Linked DNA regions of Pan troglodytes: all the other regions are linked to region 3. Evidence: chromatin contacts called from public Hi-C data. All regions are on one chromosome and are shown on one strand. Each heading gives the region's core, a stretch centred on a gene start, on an enhancer-like site or on the middle of the called end of the contact. The rest is flanking DNA. Distances are from core to core; before and after follow the strand shown. Region 1 has its middle 64 kb from the start of TSPAN11. Region 2 overlaps TSPAN11 (tetraspanin 11). Region 3 has its middle 83 kb from the start of SINHCAF.

The links. Hi-C and Micro-C count contacts between places; a contact is called where the count stands out from the background.
Region 1: a contact with region 3 is called in a Hi-C map of induced pluripotent stem cells, with 3 times the contacts expected there. The contact joins two enhancer-like sites. A contact is called at or near these places in 4 of 7 Hi-C or Micro-C datasets (induced pluripotent stem cells, lymphocytes and stem cell-derived neural progenitor cells).
Region 2: a Hi-C map of induced pluripotent stem cells shows a contact between it and region 3, with 1.8 times the contacts expected there. The contact joins two enhancer-like sites. A contact is called at or near these places in 3 of 7 Hi-C or Micro-C datasets (induced pluripotent stem cells and stem cell-derived neural progenitor cells).

Annotation. Positions count from the first base shown.
Region 1 is chr10:64,655,298-64,660,154 of NHGRI_mPanTro3-v2.0_pri, reverse strand. No RefSeq gene overlaps it. Among named protein-coding and RNA genes, the nearest start is that of TSPAN11, 64 kb to the right of the region's middle. Within about 2 kb of position 1,809, at least 2 of the 24 cell types and tissues checked have an H3K27ac peak or open chromatin away from gene starts, as enhancers often do. A contact at or near this core is called in induced pluripotent stem cells, where this site is marked.
Region 2 is chr10:64,533,700-64,538,725 of NHGRI_mPanTro3-v2.0_pri, reverse strand. TSPAN11 (tetraspanin 11) reads left to right here. Exons shown (of 8, transcript XM_016923700.4): 6 at 265-423; 7 at 797-883. LOC104001578 (a long non-coding RNA gene) reads right to left here. Exons shown (of 4, transcript XR_008538488.2): 3 at 4,494-5,026. Among named protein-coding and RNA genes, the nearest start is that of TSPAN11, 58 kb to the left of the region's middle. Within about 2 kb of position 3,740, at least 3 of the 24 cell types and tissues checked have an H3K27ac peak or open chromatin away from gene starts, as enhancers often do. A contact at or near this core is called in induced pluripotent stem cells, where this site is marked.
Region 3 is chr10:64,259,902-64,264,683 of NHGRI_mPanTro3-v2.0_pri, reverse strand. No RefSeq gene overlaps it. Among named protein-coding and RNA genes, the nearest start is that of SINHCAF, 83 kb to the right of the region's middle. Within about 2 kb of position 2,148, at least 2 of the 24 cell types and tissues checked have an H3K27ac peak or open chromatin away from gene starts, as enhancers often do. A contact at or near this core is called in induced pluripotent stem cells, where this site is marked.

The sequences.
Region 1 (4,857 bases), core at 560-3,059, 400 kb before region 3:
ATCTAAATCAGCATGAGACCAAGGACCTGATGTTCCTCCAGTCATTGGAGCCATATCAGGGCCATTTACTTTGATAGAGAGACAAAGCTGGTTTAGTGGTGGATAGGGGGCTTGGTCATTAAGGAACTCATTTTTGGACATGGTGAATTTGGGTATTAACTGCTTATAAAATGTAATGCTATCAGATCCATAACACTTTCCAGGAACTGTGGCTTTTTCACTGGGGTTTTAAGCTCCTCTGGGAAAACGAGGGGCAATGTTGGACAGGAAGAACTCCCACCCTCCAGGAAGCCCGAGTGGACCATCCCTTCCCCAAAAGCAGGCTTCCTATCAAAGCTGCGTTGTCCTTTTCATCCTTTCTCCCTGCATGCCTCCATCCAAAAATAGAAGTGTGTTACCCTGCGGGTTCACTGAGCCTCCACATAACCACACATGTCAAAATCATGGAACACTGAGGAGGCCTTCTCAAAATATTTTGGAATTATCTACATTCAGTTTTAGTTTTTAAAACTTTAAAAAAATGCAATTGTACTTTAATTCACCTTGCATCCTGATAGCATTATAAATTTGAGGATAATTTTAGAAAATGGAGATTATTTGTTATTCCCATGATATACTTTCTGGGAAATATAAGTAGGAAATTTGCATTTAATGGTTAATTCCACTACTCCCTTAAAAACATAATATCTATGAGCAGTTCAGCAGTGAGGGACATTTAAAATAGAAAAAAAAATCCTCCGTTAATATTTTTATGTTCCACAGTAGTAAAAAGGTGAAAGTTATTTGTTGGTCTCAATAAATGATGCTTGATCTTTTAAAAATCAATACTAAGTGTTTGATCTTAATATATTCCAAAAAGCTTCTCCTATAACTGTGCCTGGTTTCTGAAACAGATTCCAAGGAGACTATCACCACCAAAAGACTGCTCAACAACCACCCAATCTACGTTGTCACCCTTCTTTGATTGGATATTTCAATCAATAAAAAGTATAGAGCACATTATTCATATATGTGTGTGTATATATATGTATGTACATGTATACATACATATACATATACGTACACATACACATACATGTGTATGTATATGTATGCATACATATACATACATATACATATACATATACATACATATATACACATACATATATACACACACACAGACATATACATACTTTTTTTTGGATGGGGCAGGGGGCCTTTACTTGGGTGATAAGGTGGTCTGTGAAGGGCTTTAAGGGAAGGTCTCATCTGATCACATTGGCTTTCTGGTTGTGTCTTGAAGAATGGGTCAGAGAATCAGGAGGCTGTGGCTGCTGCAGGGGAGGGGTGAGGGGGGCCCAGGGCTAACAGTTGTGGGGTCCAGTAAAGGGTGCAAGTGGAGGCCGGCAGGTCATACATCCCACTGCCAAGAGCAGCCGCCTCTCGACCTGACATCACCCCTGGAACCAAAAAGGGGAAAACATGTCCTTCCTGCCTCTGTCTGTGGTAAGTGGGCCCCTCCAGGAGGCAGGGCTGCAGGCAGCATCCCCGTGACCCGGATATAAGGGCAGAACTGCGCCTGGGGCTCGCTGCTGTCTGCAAGGTCCAGGAGGGAGGAGGGTGCAGACACAGGCCCTATTTCTGACCCCGCAGGGCCGGGAGCGCTGGAGCCCTAGGAGGGTCTGATCTACCTGTCGCCCACCCGTGAGGTGCATGAGTGCAAAGGTGTGGGAAACCGCCAGACTCCTGAGGCCCTGTGGGGTCGCAAGGCACCAGGACCCCTGGATATGGCTTAACTGGGTTGCAGGGAGAGGGCGCCCTTGGGAAGGGCAGCCTTTAGCCAAGGGATTCTCAGGGAACCGACATGCTTGTCTGAGCTCCGGGCCGGGTCCACCTCCGCTGGCTGGACAGCTGCCTCCACACCCAGACAGACCCCGTGGGGCACAGCGTCCCGCAGGGCTCCACAGTACCCCGCTTTCCAGCGCCCCTGGAACCCCTGCCCAGCCCACGAGGTACAGATTCTGTCATCTTCACTGAGTCCTCTGGACCCTGCTAGACTAGCCCAAGGTCACACAGCCGGACAGCGGAGGAGCTATTTCTTTCTATATAATACATGTATGTACTTACTAATATATTCACTATGAAACAAATGCTTTTTAAAATATGCTATAAAAACTAAAAAGTTCTTAACATATTCACCTTTAGTTATTAATTACATAAAAATGTCTGCTCTCATTAAAATATTATCCATAATCATATTTGTAGTGAGAGCAATGTGGTAGAATTTGCACCTTTTTAAAAAACCTTGGAATTATTCTTTGAGATACATCAATTCAAATATCTCAAATACCAGACTTTTCATACATCAATTCAAAAGTTCAATTTCTTTTTTTTTTTTCGAAAGTTTCATTTATATTCAGGCTTGCTTTTAATGGTTGTCAGAGCTGAAAAAGATAACTGGCAAAGGCACAATGTGCACACTGAACAAAGTGTATTGTTAGTAAGAGGAAGAAATCCATATCTTAAGAGAATTGGGGGCCAGGCTCACTCCTGTAATCCCAGCACTTTGGGAGGCCGAGGCTGGTGGATCACCTGAGGTCAGGAGTTCGAGACCAGCCTGGCCAACATGGCAAAACCCCATCTCTACTAAAAATACAAAAAAAAAAAAAAAAATTAGCCAGGCATGGTGGAAGGTGCCTGTAATCCCAGCTACTCAGTAGGCTGAGGCAGGGGGATCTCTTGAAACTGGGAGGCAGAGGTTGCAGTGAGCTGAGATCACACCACTGTACTCCAGCTGGGACTACAGAGTGAGACTCAGTCTCAAAAAAAAATTAATTTAATTAAAAAGTTAAAAATAAAAAGAGAATTTGGGGGTTTTAAGACAACTTCTTGTTGGATCCAATTAGGTCTTCATTGTTTTTAGCTAATAGTGACACTGATTCAGAGATTATTCCAGGCACAGGAGGGTTGATTCTGACATTCGCTTGCTGTTTTCTTGTCTTTGTATAATTACTGTTCTCTTCAACCTACCCATTTCTTTGCAGAAATCTTTATTTTAATTTCTGGGATACATGTGCAGGATGTGCAGGTTTGTTACTTAGGTAAATGTGTGCCATGGTGGTTCTTTGCAGGAATCTTTAAGTCACTCATCCATTTCATGAGGGTTAGTTTAGTTCAAACCAGATAATACATTTTAATGGAGCATGAGCAAACTGCAAAACATTGCAATATGAAAGCTAACAAAGTAGTCAGGAGGCCATTGTCCACACTTTTGCATAATGAACCCCCTCCTTCCCTCAGTAACATCTATGTGCCATGACTGCCTGATGTAGGGAACCAGTCACTATCCAGATAGATTTTTTTTAAGATAGCATAATTATCCATATAAAGTCTAATATCTTCATTTTGCACCTTGGTGGTCTGTGTGGGTACCCCCACATAAAGACCAATGTATTTGTTTTCCAGATGCAGAAAGATGAGGCACAGAGGAGTGGCCACCTGCTCCAGGTCCCATAATTAAACATTACCGTCAGGATTAGAGTCCTGGGGTCCAAACACCCAGTGCTCTCTCCACACTACCATGGTGCCCAATTCATATTCCTGCCATGACTACCCTTTCCATTTCTGGCCCTGTTTGAAGCCCCTAATTCCCACTGAAAACAATAAATGCTCTAAAATTAAGGCAACAATTTCACACAGTAGAGCAAATGGGTGGCTGAGAGTGAATTTACCCAGCAGCAAAGCCAGTGTAGAAGGCACTATTTTTTGGTTACCATCAGATTAAGGTTGGGCCCCAGAGGGTCACCCCATCTTTGTTTCTCTTGTGAACCCCTCTGAGTTAAATGGTAACAATAGTTGTTGTAATTGTAAGTTATAACATTGAATTAGCGACTATTGAAAAGTGTAAATTATAATAGCAATTGTTGAGAATGAACCCTGTAACGGTGAGCTAACAAAGGAGTTTTATGCTAATGAGTCCATCAAGAAGGACATTGGGGCCAGGGGCAGCGGTTTGTGCCTGTAATCCCAACAATTTGGGAGGCCCAGGCAGGCAGATCACTCGAGCTCAGGAGTTCAACACCAGCCTGGCTAACCTGATGAAACCCCATCTCTACTAAAAATACAAAAATTAACAGGGCATTGTGGCATGCACCTGTAGTCTCAGCTACTCTGGATGCTGAGGTGGGTGAATGGCTTGAACCCAGGAGGCAGAGGTTGCAGCGAGCCGAGATCATCATGCCGCCGCACCTGCACTCCAGCCTGGACGACAGAACAAAACTCCAACTCAAAAAAAAAAAAAAAAAAAAAAAAGACATTGGGATGTAAGCTGAGAAAGGGAGAGTCTAAGGTTTTAGAAAAATAAGGAAGTTATTTTAAAATACATTACTTTTGTTTCTTTGTTTGTTTTAAATGGATTACAGAACAATCAACAAAGCAGCCAGGTGTGTTGATGACAGCTCTCAAGCTTTCACAAGGTGTAATAGGACGGATGAGCCCATTCCATTGAGACTAGCACTACCCAGGAGAGCCAGGAAGGTAAAGAGACCACGTACAACAGTGTAATCCGTCCAAATAAGGACATCAAGTCAAATGGATGGAGGGAGACAGTAAATTTAAAACATTAAATTTTAAGTAAAAACAAGTCATACACTTCATGTCTAAAACACCAAAAGCAATGGCAACAAAAGTCAACATTGACAAATTGGATCTAATTAAACTAAAGAGCTTCTGCACAGCAAAAGAAACTACCATCAGAGTGAACAGGCAACCTACAGAATGGGAGAAAACTTTTGCAACCTACTCATCTGACAAAGGGCTAATATCCAGAATCTAAAATGAACTCAAACAAATTTATAAGAAAAAAACAAACAACCC
Region 2 (5,026 bases), core at 2,491-4,990, 270 kb before region 3:
CCAGCATAATCTCCTTAAAGGACTTGGGTGGCTAAAAAGCTGGCAAGCAGGTATCCTGCAGGCCATTCAGCAATGAGTCTGAGAAGGGCCCTGGCGTGACCAGCTCTCTGCTCAAAGCATGGGAAGGGAAAACACATTATACAAATACTAACTAACCATGGTTTGGGTAGACAAATAGGGGTTGGGTTAGTATTTGAATAATGTGTCCTGCAGCCTGGAACCCCACGCAGGCCTCTCACCTCCAGCCTCTGCCTCTGCCTCCAGTTCAAGTGCTGCGGAAGCAACAGCTCAGCCGACTGGCAGCACAGCACGTACATCCTGTCGCGGGAGGCCGAGGGCCGCCAGGTGCCCGACAGCTGCTGCAAGACAGTGGTGGCGCGCTGCGGCCAGCGGGCCCACCCCTCCAACATCTATAAGGTGGAGGTGAGCACCCAAGCTCAAGCTGGGGGTGAGGAGAGGGCCCTGGCCTGGCCGTTCAGGAGCCCCAGAAAGGCTGGGTCAGGCAGGTGGGTGTGGGAAAAGCAGGACACATGTGCTCCTTGGCCACAAGCCCACAGTGGGGCTTTCCAGAGTCTCTACAAAGCCCTGGGACAAGCAGCTCGCTCATACCGGAGAGTCTAGGACACCATGGCATGCCCCTGGGGCCACTCAAGTAGCCTGTGAGCAATTCAAGGTTGGGTCCAGCCTGTGAGTCCTCTGGCCTGTCCTCGGCCTCTGCTGCAGTGACAGCCCGCCCTCCGTCCCCACCCATGCCTGCTCCTGGGCCATGGCCGCATCACCTGCCCTTCTCTTACAGGGAGGCTGCCTCACCAAGCTGGAGCAGTTCCTGGCCGACCACCTGCTGCTTATGGGGGCGGTGGGCATCGGGGTGGCCTGCCTGCAGGTGAGTTGCAGTGCGGGGACTGCGGGGGTGGAAGGGCTCTGAACCCCTCTCCCATTGACACAGGTCTTCAGTAACCACCTGGGCTGAAATAACTGACCCTTTGCACACCCGCACCCTACCCTGCTCTCTTCTTCTCTCCCCTTCCCTCTGCAACCAAGGCTGAATCCCACGGTCAGTCTCTCCCCCAGAGAACATGAAGGAAAATAGCTGGGGACAACATGAACTTGTCAGGAACAGGGACCTGGGCGGAGTGTGAGTGTGGGCTCAGGTATGTGCATGCACCCCATGTGTGTGCACGTGGAGGTGAGCGTGCAAGCCATCTGTGGCACGTGTGTCTGCATGCTTCTGGGTCCATGTGGTTGGGGTTGTATGCACGTATAGGTGTTTAGGGGTGCTTGTGCATGTGTGTGTGAGTGTGCACGTATCTGCATTCATTCCTTTGTGTGTGCATGTGTGTTTGTGTGTGTGTATAGTCAGTCCTCCATGTCTGTGGGTTCTGCATCCGTGAGTTCCACCAACTGTAGATGAAAAATATTCCAAAAAATGGATGATTGCATCTGTACTGAACAACCTTGCCATCATTCCCTGGGTAATGCGATATACCGACTGTTTACGTAGCATTTACACTGTATGAGGTAGTATAAGTAGTCTAGAGATGAGTTAAGGTATTATATAGGGGAGAATGTGCATAGGTTATATGCAAATATTGCACCATTTTATATCAGGAATTGAGCATCCATGGATTTTGGTGTCCAGGGCAGTGACTGTGTGTGTGTGTGTGTGTGTGTGTGTGTGTGTGTGTGTGCGCGCCCTCATCCAGCTGTCTCCCTGAGGATGAGCAATGCCTTTAGCTCCCATTTCTCCCTGTACCCTCTCCCCTGGCTGCCACCCAGGAAGTCAGGGTGACTCTCTCAGGTTACTCTAGTCAAGGGTCCGAAGGAGGGGAGCCAGGAAGGCCTCCTCAGCGGCAAGGGCCCCTGCAGTCCCCAGCTCACGAACACGCCTGCTTCCGCTCAGCAGGAGCTGAGTGTGGGCTGTCCTTCTAGGAGTCTTGCTGTCCTGCGAAGCCCTTCCCACTCCAGGGCTAAGCACCATCTAGAGAAGGGGAGGAGCAGAGGCTTTGGCCCCAGAAGGCCCGGGTCCAGTCCTGGCTTTGCTCCTAGGTAACCTTGAGCTACCTAACTTCCCTGTCCATTGACTTCTTCATCTGCAAAATGTGGACCATTTCCCCAGCTCTTAAGGTCTAAGAATGAGGCAATGCTTGCAACCCACTTACGAAGTACCTGGCACATAGGAAGGCCTCCAGAAGTGGAAGCTGTCTTTCTCCAGTTTTCTGTAGACTTCAGAGGATTTCTGATGCTTCCTCTCATTGGGTCCACACAACAACCTGAGACCCAGGCCAGACAAGGAGTAGTGTTCTTCGCTTTTTTTTCTTTTTTTTTTTTTTTTTTTTGCGACAGTCTCACTCTGTCGCCAAGGCTGGAGTGCAGTGGTGCCACCTCAGCTCACTGCAACCTCCGCCTCCCAGGTTCAAGCAATTCTCCTGCCTCAGCCTCCCAAATACCTGGGATTACAGGTGCCCACCACCACGCCGCCTAGTTTTGTATTTTTAGTAGAGGCTGAGGTTTCACCATGTTGTCCAGGCTGGTCTCGAACTCTTGACCTCAGGTGATCTGCCCACCCCAGTCTCCCAAAGTGCTGGAATTACAGGCATGAGCCATGGCACCCAGCTGTTCTCCACATTTTACAGATCAGAAAGTTGAGACCCAGAGAGGTGACTTACCCAGGGCCTCACACCCTGAACCAGCACCCAGGTCTCCTGGCTTTGGTTCTTTGCTTTCCCGAACTCCCTACCATGACACAGAGATCTGTGGGAAAGAGAAGCAGGGGACAGTGGCCTTGGCTGGCTTGGAGAGACTTCCAGTGCAGGGTCCTTGGAAACCATGGTGCCACCTACCCACATCATCTGTGGGCCTGGAAGGTCTAGCTGCAGCCTAACACACTGGGAGGAGGGTCTGTCGCCTCTGGAGGGACACCCATCTTGGTTCTGCCACCTACAGCTGTGTGACTGACCTAGGGCCAGTTCTTTCATCTCTGAGCCTCAGTTACTCATTTGTAAAATGGGGCTAGTTATACCTTATCTGCTTGCCTGGTGGTGGGAATTAGCAATATCCATGTAAGTCACTTGGCTCATGGCTGAGCAGATAGCAGGTGTTCAATAAATGATACCCATCATTTTTATGATTTCTGCATTAGTACGTTGTCTCTCAAAAAAAAGCTTGGCCAGACCAGCCTGCTCCCCATCATTCTCACTCAGCTGCAGGGCCAGGGAGCCCAGGTGGCATGAGCATTGCCCCTCTATTGCACTTCCCCAGGGCAGGCCTTCTGTCCTGTGTGCTGAACCCCAGGGGAGTAGTCAGTGGGAACAGGAGAAGGTATGCTCAGCAGCACAGAGCAGTTGAACTTTCCAGAAACCTGTTACTCCAGGTGTTGAGGGGGCCTGCTCTGTCCATTTCTTCTTCACCTCTCTGGCCTTGAGAGCCTGTAGAAGCTGCAGACGAGGGCAGTGAGGCTGAGGGCAGGGAGCAGGACTGCGGATGCCCAGAGCCGACGGTCAAGGTAAACCACACAGCTGCATAAGTCTGATATTGAAGAGGTCAGGTTGTTGAGCAGTGGACCTGCAGGCCTGCCACTCCTCCTGCCCACTCACAACCCCCACCACGCAGTCTGTTCCTTCGCCGTTGCTATGGAATGGCTTTCGGTGGCTCTCAACCTCTTGCCCAGTTTTCTCTGCTGTGGCCCACTGAGCCAGCCCAGGAGCGGCCAAGCCTCGGGTTAGGGCTCCCTCTGCCAGCTGACGCTGGGCACTGCACTGCTCAAGTCCCAGGTGGGTCCTAAGCTTTGAGAAAGGGCTCATACCAGTCTCTTCCCCAGGGTCATAGTTTACCTCCTAGAGAGCAGACACCAGGCATTTATCTCCCCTACATACCCAGCCTGGCACTTCCAAGACCCCCAAGGCTCAGGAAATATCAGTCCAACATGGTGTCATAATGTTCCCCAGCCCCCAGCTACTGCAAGAAATCTTGCTTGGGAGTTACAGGGCCTGATTTCTAAACATAGCCCCACCTCTTGCTGTGTGACCTCAGGGAAATCTCATTCCCTCTCTGAGCCCTTAGTGTCCTTACCTGTAAAATGGACAGATTGGATATTTGTGAGCCTTTTTTAAGTAGCAGCATCCTCTTTTCAATGGAAATATCACGTAGGAGCCCAGTATATAAACCATAGGAGGTGGAGCTGTTTCAGGCAGGGACAAGCCTAGCATGACGGCCTCCCCTCACTGCCCTTGGTGGCCCTGAGCTACACTAAGGGTTTCCAATACAGCTTGAAAGCTGTGGGTCTAGCCCATTTCTATGGAACCTTCTGGATCTAGTGTTCTATGATTTTTCAGTAAGGTTCCCATCGCAGGAACCAGTGACCTTGAGACTGATGTCCTGCAACACCTGGAGTGTTAAAGTAGATGGTTTGTGAACACTGAAAACTAAGCAGAATATTTAATGAAGGGAGCACACCTTGATTTCAGCCAGGTATTTGGCAATGCATTCCTTGTTACCTTGTGGACGTGTGGACCAGGCACTTGTATGCTCAGGAGAAATCAGGGCAGGCTGGATGGCCACGCTGTGAGAGAGAGATGAGAGATGAGAGTTCACATCAGCTTGGCAAAAAGTCTCCAGGAGCGGGCCGTGGCCTTCAGCCTCAGACCTGTCTCTTCATTTTTCTTGGTGATCTCAACGAAGACCCAGGAAGCATGCTCAACTATTTACCTAGCATTTCTGGTCTGTTGTATGATAAAGCCATCATTGAAAAAAGAGCTCGTTGGATATGAAGATGTGCTGAAACGAAGGGTAAAACCTTTAATAGAATTAAAGTCCTTGCACTTGAGCTTTGTTTTGTTTTGCACTTAAGCCTATAACAGAGAGAGGGCATCTGCCTGAGTTACATGATAGGGTGCTGCCCACAAAGATGTGGCCTGGAACTGCACTGGTAGAAATCATGGAGAGAGTCAGGGTGTGGGAGGTGCCAGCTCAGGCCACCCTCCAGGTGGGACCAGACCTCCGCAGAGCCCCGGGGCAGTGGTCCTCAACC
Region 3 (4,782 bases), core at 899-3,398:
TAAGCCACCGCACCTGGCCTAAAATAAAAACTTTAAGTTATACTTCTTGCATACCTGAGTCTGAGGAATGAGATTTATATCCACTACTCATAAAAATAATTACATAAAATTTTATATATACATAATTAACTAGGTTATGTATATGTCTTTATATGAGTGTCACAAAATAATCAGTGCCCTGAAGGCAAAGAAAGAACTAGGAAGGAGAATGGGAAGGGGCTCAGTCAAGATACAGCCTTCAGGGGAGGCATCTCTTAAGAAGTCTTCATAGCATTTCTCCTTTCCAATCAGACCTCTGCTGCAAACATCCTCCACCAGATCCTCGGCCAGGCCAAGAAGCTTCCAAGCTTGATCCTCCTCTTAATATTTATTGGAGCTGGAGGTCCTGGAGCAGCACTGTATGTCTTGCATCTGGCACTGTTCGATCAGATGTTAGTAGGGGCAGAAAGAATAACCCAAAAACCCTGAGACAAACTGGGTGCCAATGATCAGTACAAGTTCAACTCGGTGAATATGGATTACAGCAAACTGAAGCAAGAAGGCCCAGATTTCTAAATGAAATGTTTCACTCTAAAGCTGCTTAGAATGAAGCTCTTCCAGGAGCCATCCGCACAATTTCCCACTTAACCAGGAAACATTTCTCCTCTAAAATACATGAAATCATCTTGATGTATTATTTTGGAGATTACACTAATTAATACATATCCGAGACTCGAAAAAACTAAAAAAGAAGGTTTCATAAACAGAAGACAATTCAAGGGAGTTCCTGTGATCCTAAAGGGAGGAAGGATTTTTGCCAAAGGGTGAGAGAACAGAGAGATGAAAGCTATGGAAAGGACAACAGCGCAATTTAAAGCTTGAGAAACCAAAGGTAAATGAGAATGGCAACCACAACAAAAACTAAACCTGAGATTGAAGGGGAACTGAGTCTTCAGAGGAAAGAAAGCAAAGGAAACATTGTTTGAAAGGTTAAGGATATAGGTAGCTTGCAACTATTCTCAACTGGGCTTCCTCATCTGAACAGGGTTCCTTATTCCTCATCTGACCCAGAGTACATGACATAATTCGAGTGATTATTTCTTAATTCCCATAAGAATGGCAAATTGGCCGGGCACAGTGGCTTGCATTTGTAATCCCATCACTTTGGGAGGCTGAGGTGGGCAGATCGCTTGAGGCCAGGAGTTTGAAACCAGCCTGGCCAACATGGCAAAACCCTGTCTCTACTAAAAATATAAAAATTAGCCAGGTGTGGTGGTAGGCGCCTGTAATCCCAGCTACCCGGGAGGCTGAAGCAAGAGAATCCCTTGAACCCAGGAGGCGGAGGCTGCAGTGAGATGAGATTGTGCCACTGCACTCCAACCTGGGTGACAGAACAAGACCCTGTCTCAAAAAAAAAAAAAAAAAAAAAAGCAAATCTAGAATCCAGAAGGATGGCACTGATCTAGATGCATGGAGGGTGAAGTTGATCAATTCCATGCAATAGATGACATCGGGCACCGGGGCTTAGAATCCAGGTTTTAAAAGGCCTGCTGTTAAGATGTCTGTTTGAGAAAAAATCATAATACCAGAAAACCAGAATCAGCAACTAAAATTTAAAATAAAAATAGAGATCTCACCCAGGGGACTTTTAAGCTTCACTGAGGCAATGTGGTATGATTCTGGAGTGGAGTGAAAGCCTTTTCTGACCCAGATATCCTGTCATTAGTGTTCACAGCCAACACACTCTCAGTTGTGCCTACCTGGCTTGCAGCATTGGGCTCTGCCCCCCGGCCTCTGTTATTTCGGGACCCTATCATCCCCATTGCTGGCAGCAAGCCCAGCGCTGTAACAGCATCTCCTGCCATCAGCCTGCCCTTTGGAATGCTGGGCGGCAACTCCAGGGCTTCTCTGTGATGCTGGTGCCCTCCTCACCAGGCCATGCCTTCGCACGCCGGTAAACAGAGTATGCTCTGGGCCCTCCTAGGGAACACTGTGGGGGCTGGGTTTTCTGGCCTCTATAGTCTAACCAGTTTGGCATGCCCACTGCTCTGGACATTCTGATTCCTTCCTTCACCATTTGCTGTGGCAGTTCTTCCAATTCTACCTCACTTAACGTGGGTCAATACTTTTCCAGGCCTCTAAGAGGCAACCTCTTAGATGTTGTAATGTAGTAGTATGTTGGCGCCATCTCCTGGGGTCCTCGTCAGGGTGTAAATTCCGTACCGTAAAAGAAAGTTCTCCCTTTTCCAATTTGTATTTTGTTTCCTTTGGTTCAGCACCCTCAGGATCCAGTCCCATACATATTCCCCCAGTTCCTGATGGTTCACATTGACCAGGCCTACAACTACTTTTTTTTCTTAGCAGGTTTCTTTGTTTTCTTAGCAGGCCCAGCACTTCTGTGGCTGGGTTATGTTCTAACTTGCCCTTAGCTTCGGGTCTGATGGCCAAGAGAGGAGGTAGAGCTGAATCCTGAGCAGAGCACGAGTTTTCTTGCAAGACAGGATCTTCCGCATGATCTTCAAATAAGCCGGAGGCTCTAGCCTCTAACAGAGAGGAGTGGATCACTTCTGCAGGCCCTCTTCCCCACTTATTACCGGCAGCCTTGCACTCACAGGAATGCCTTTCTTCACAGGCTTCCATTCCAAAGATCTTATTATCGAAACCGCAAATATGTCGCATACCAACGTCTGGGCCCTTTTAATTACTGTCATTGCCTCCTCCCTAACAGCTGTCTACAGCACCTGAATTATTTTCTTTGCACTGTTAGGACAACCTCACTTCACGGCTGTAATTGTCATCAACAAAAACAACCCCTTCCTAATCAATTCAATCAAATGCCTAACAATTGGTAGTATTTTTGCTGGATTTTTAATCTCCAACAATATTATTCCAATATCAGTTCCCCAAATGACTATGCTCCTTCACCTAAAACTCACAACCCTCAGCGTAACTATTTTAGGCTTCTCACTAGCAATAGAACTTAACCTTGTAACTAACAATCTCAAACTCAAGCACCCATCACAAATATTTAATTTCTCCAATATATTAGGATTTTACCCAATCACAATACACCACACAACACCACACTCAAATTTCCATGCAAGACAAAACCTAACCTCTCTTCTACTAGACCTGATTTGATTAGAAAAATCAACATCAAAAAATACTGCCCAGGTTCAAATGATAGCCTCCACCATTGTATCTAACCAGAAAGATCTAATTATGCTCTACTTTTTCTCCTTCCTTATCCCATCTCTCCTAACTCTATTCTTAATTATCTAACCCTATTCCGTCACATAATCTCAATCACAATAAAGATCCTAACAGAGATCAACCAGCAACCACCACCCACCAACACCCATAACTGCACAAGGCAGCTACATCCATAGAATCCTCACGAAGTAATTCTATTTCCCCAACCTCAAAAGTCACCCAGTTTTCCATATTTTTAAAATCAGTTACAATTCCCACCTCATCATAATCAATTAATCACATAATTATCACCAACTGTAACAGCAACCCTAATAGTGAGGCATCCCAAATAACAACACTGACCCTCAGGTCTCAGGATGCTCCTCAGTAGCCACTGCCATTGTATAACCAAAAACCACCATTATTCCCCCTAAATAAAATTTTAAAACTATTTTTTTTGTTTTTTTTTTAATTGATCATTCTTGGGTGTTTCTCGCAGAGGGGGATTTGGCAGGGTCACAGGACAATAGTGGAGGGAAGGTCAGCAGATAAACAAGTGAACAAAGTTCTCTGGTTTTCCTAGGCAGAGGACCCTGCGGCCTTCCGCAGTGTTTGTGTCCCTGGGTACTTGAGATTAAGGAGTGGTGATGACTCTTAACGAACATGCTGCCTTCAAGCATCTGTTTAACAAAGCACATCTTGCACCGCCCTTAATCCATTCAACCCTGAGTGGATACAGCACATGTTTCAAAGAGCACAGGGTTGGGGGTAAGGTCACAGATCAACAGGATCCCAAGGCAGAAGAATTTTTCTTAGTACAGAACAAAATGAAAAGTCTCCCATGTCTACCTCTTTCTACACAGACACAGCAACCATCCGATTTCTCAATCTTTTCCCCACCTTTCCCCCCTTTCTATTCCACAAAACCGCCATTGTCTTCATGGCCCGTTCTCAATGAGCTGTTGAGTACACCTCCCAGATGGGGTGGTGGCCGGGCAGAGGAGCTCCTCACTTCCCAGTAGGGGCGGCCGGGCAGAAGCGCCCCTCACCTCCCGGACGGGGCGGCTGGCCGGGCGGGGGGCTGACCCCCCCCACCTCCCTCCCGGACGGGGCGGCTGGCCGGGCGGGGGGCTGACCCCCCACCTCCCTCCCGGACAGGGCGGCTGGCCGGGCAGAGGGGCTCCTCACTTCCCAGTAGGGGCGGCCGGGCAGAGGCGCCCCTCACTTCCCCGACGGGGCGGCTGGCCCGGCGGGGGGCTGACCCCCCCACCTCCCTCCCGGAGGGGACGGCTGGCCGGGCAGAGGGGCTCCTCACTTCCTGGTAGGGGCGGCCGGGCAGAGGCGCCCCTCACCTCCCGGACAGGGCGGCTGGCTGGGCGGGGGGCTGACCCCCCCACCTCCCTCCCGGACGGGGCGGCTGGCCGGGAGGGGGGCTGACCCCCCCACCTCCCTCCCGGACGAGGCGGCTGGCCGGGCAGAGGGGCTCCTCACTTCCCGGTAGGGGCGGCCGGGCAGAGGTGCCCCTCACCTCCCGGACGGGGCGGCTGGCCGGGCGGGGGGCTGACCCCCCCACCTCCCTCCCAGACGAGGAGGGAGGACGCTCCTCACTTC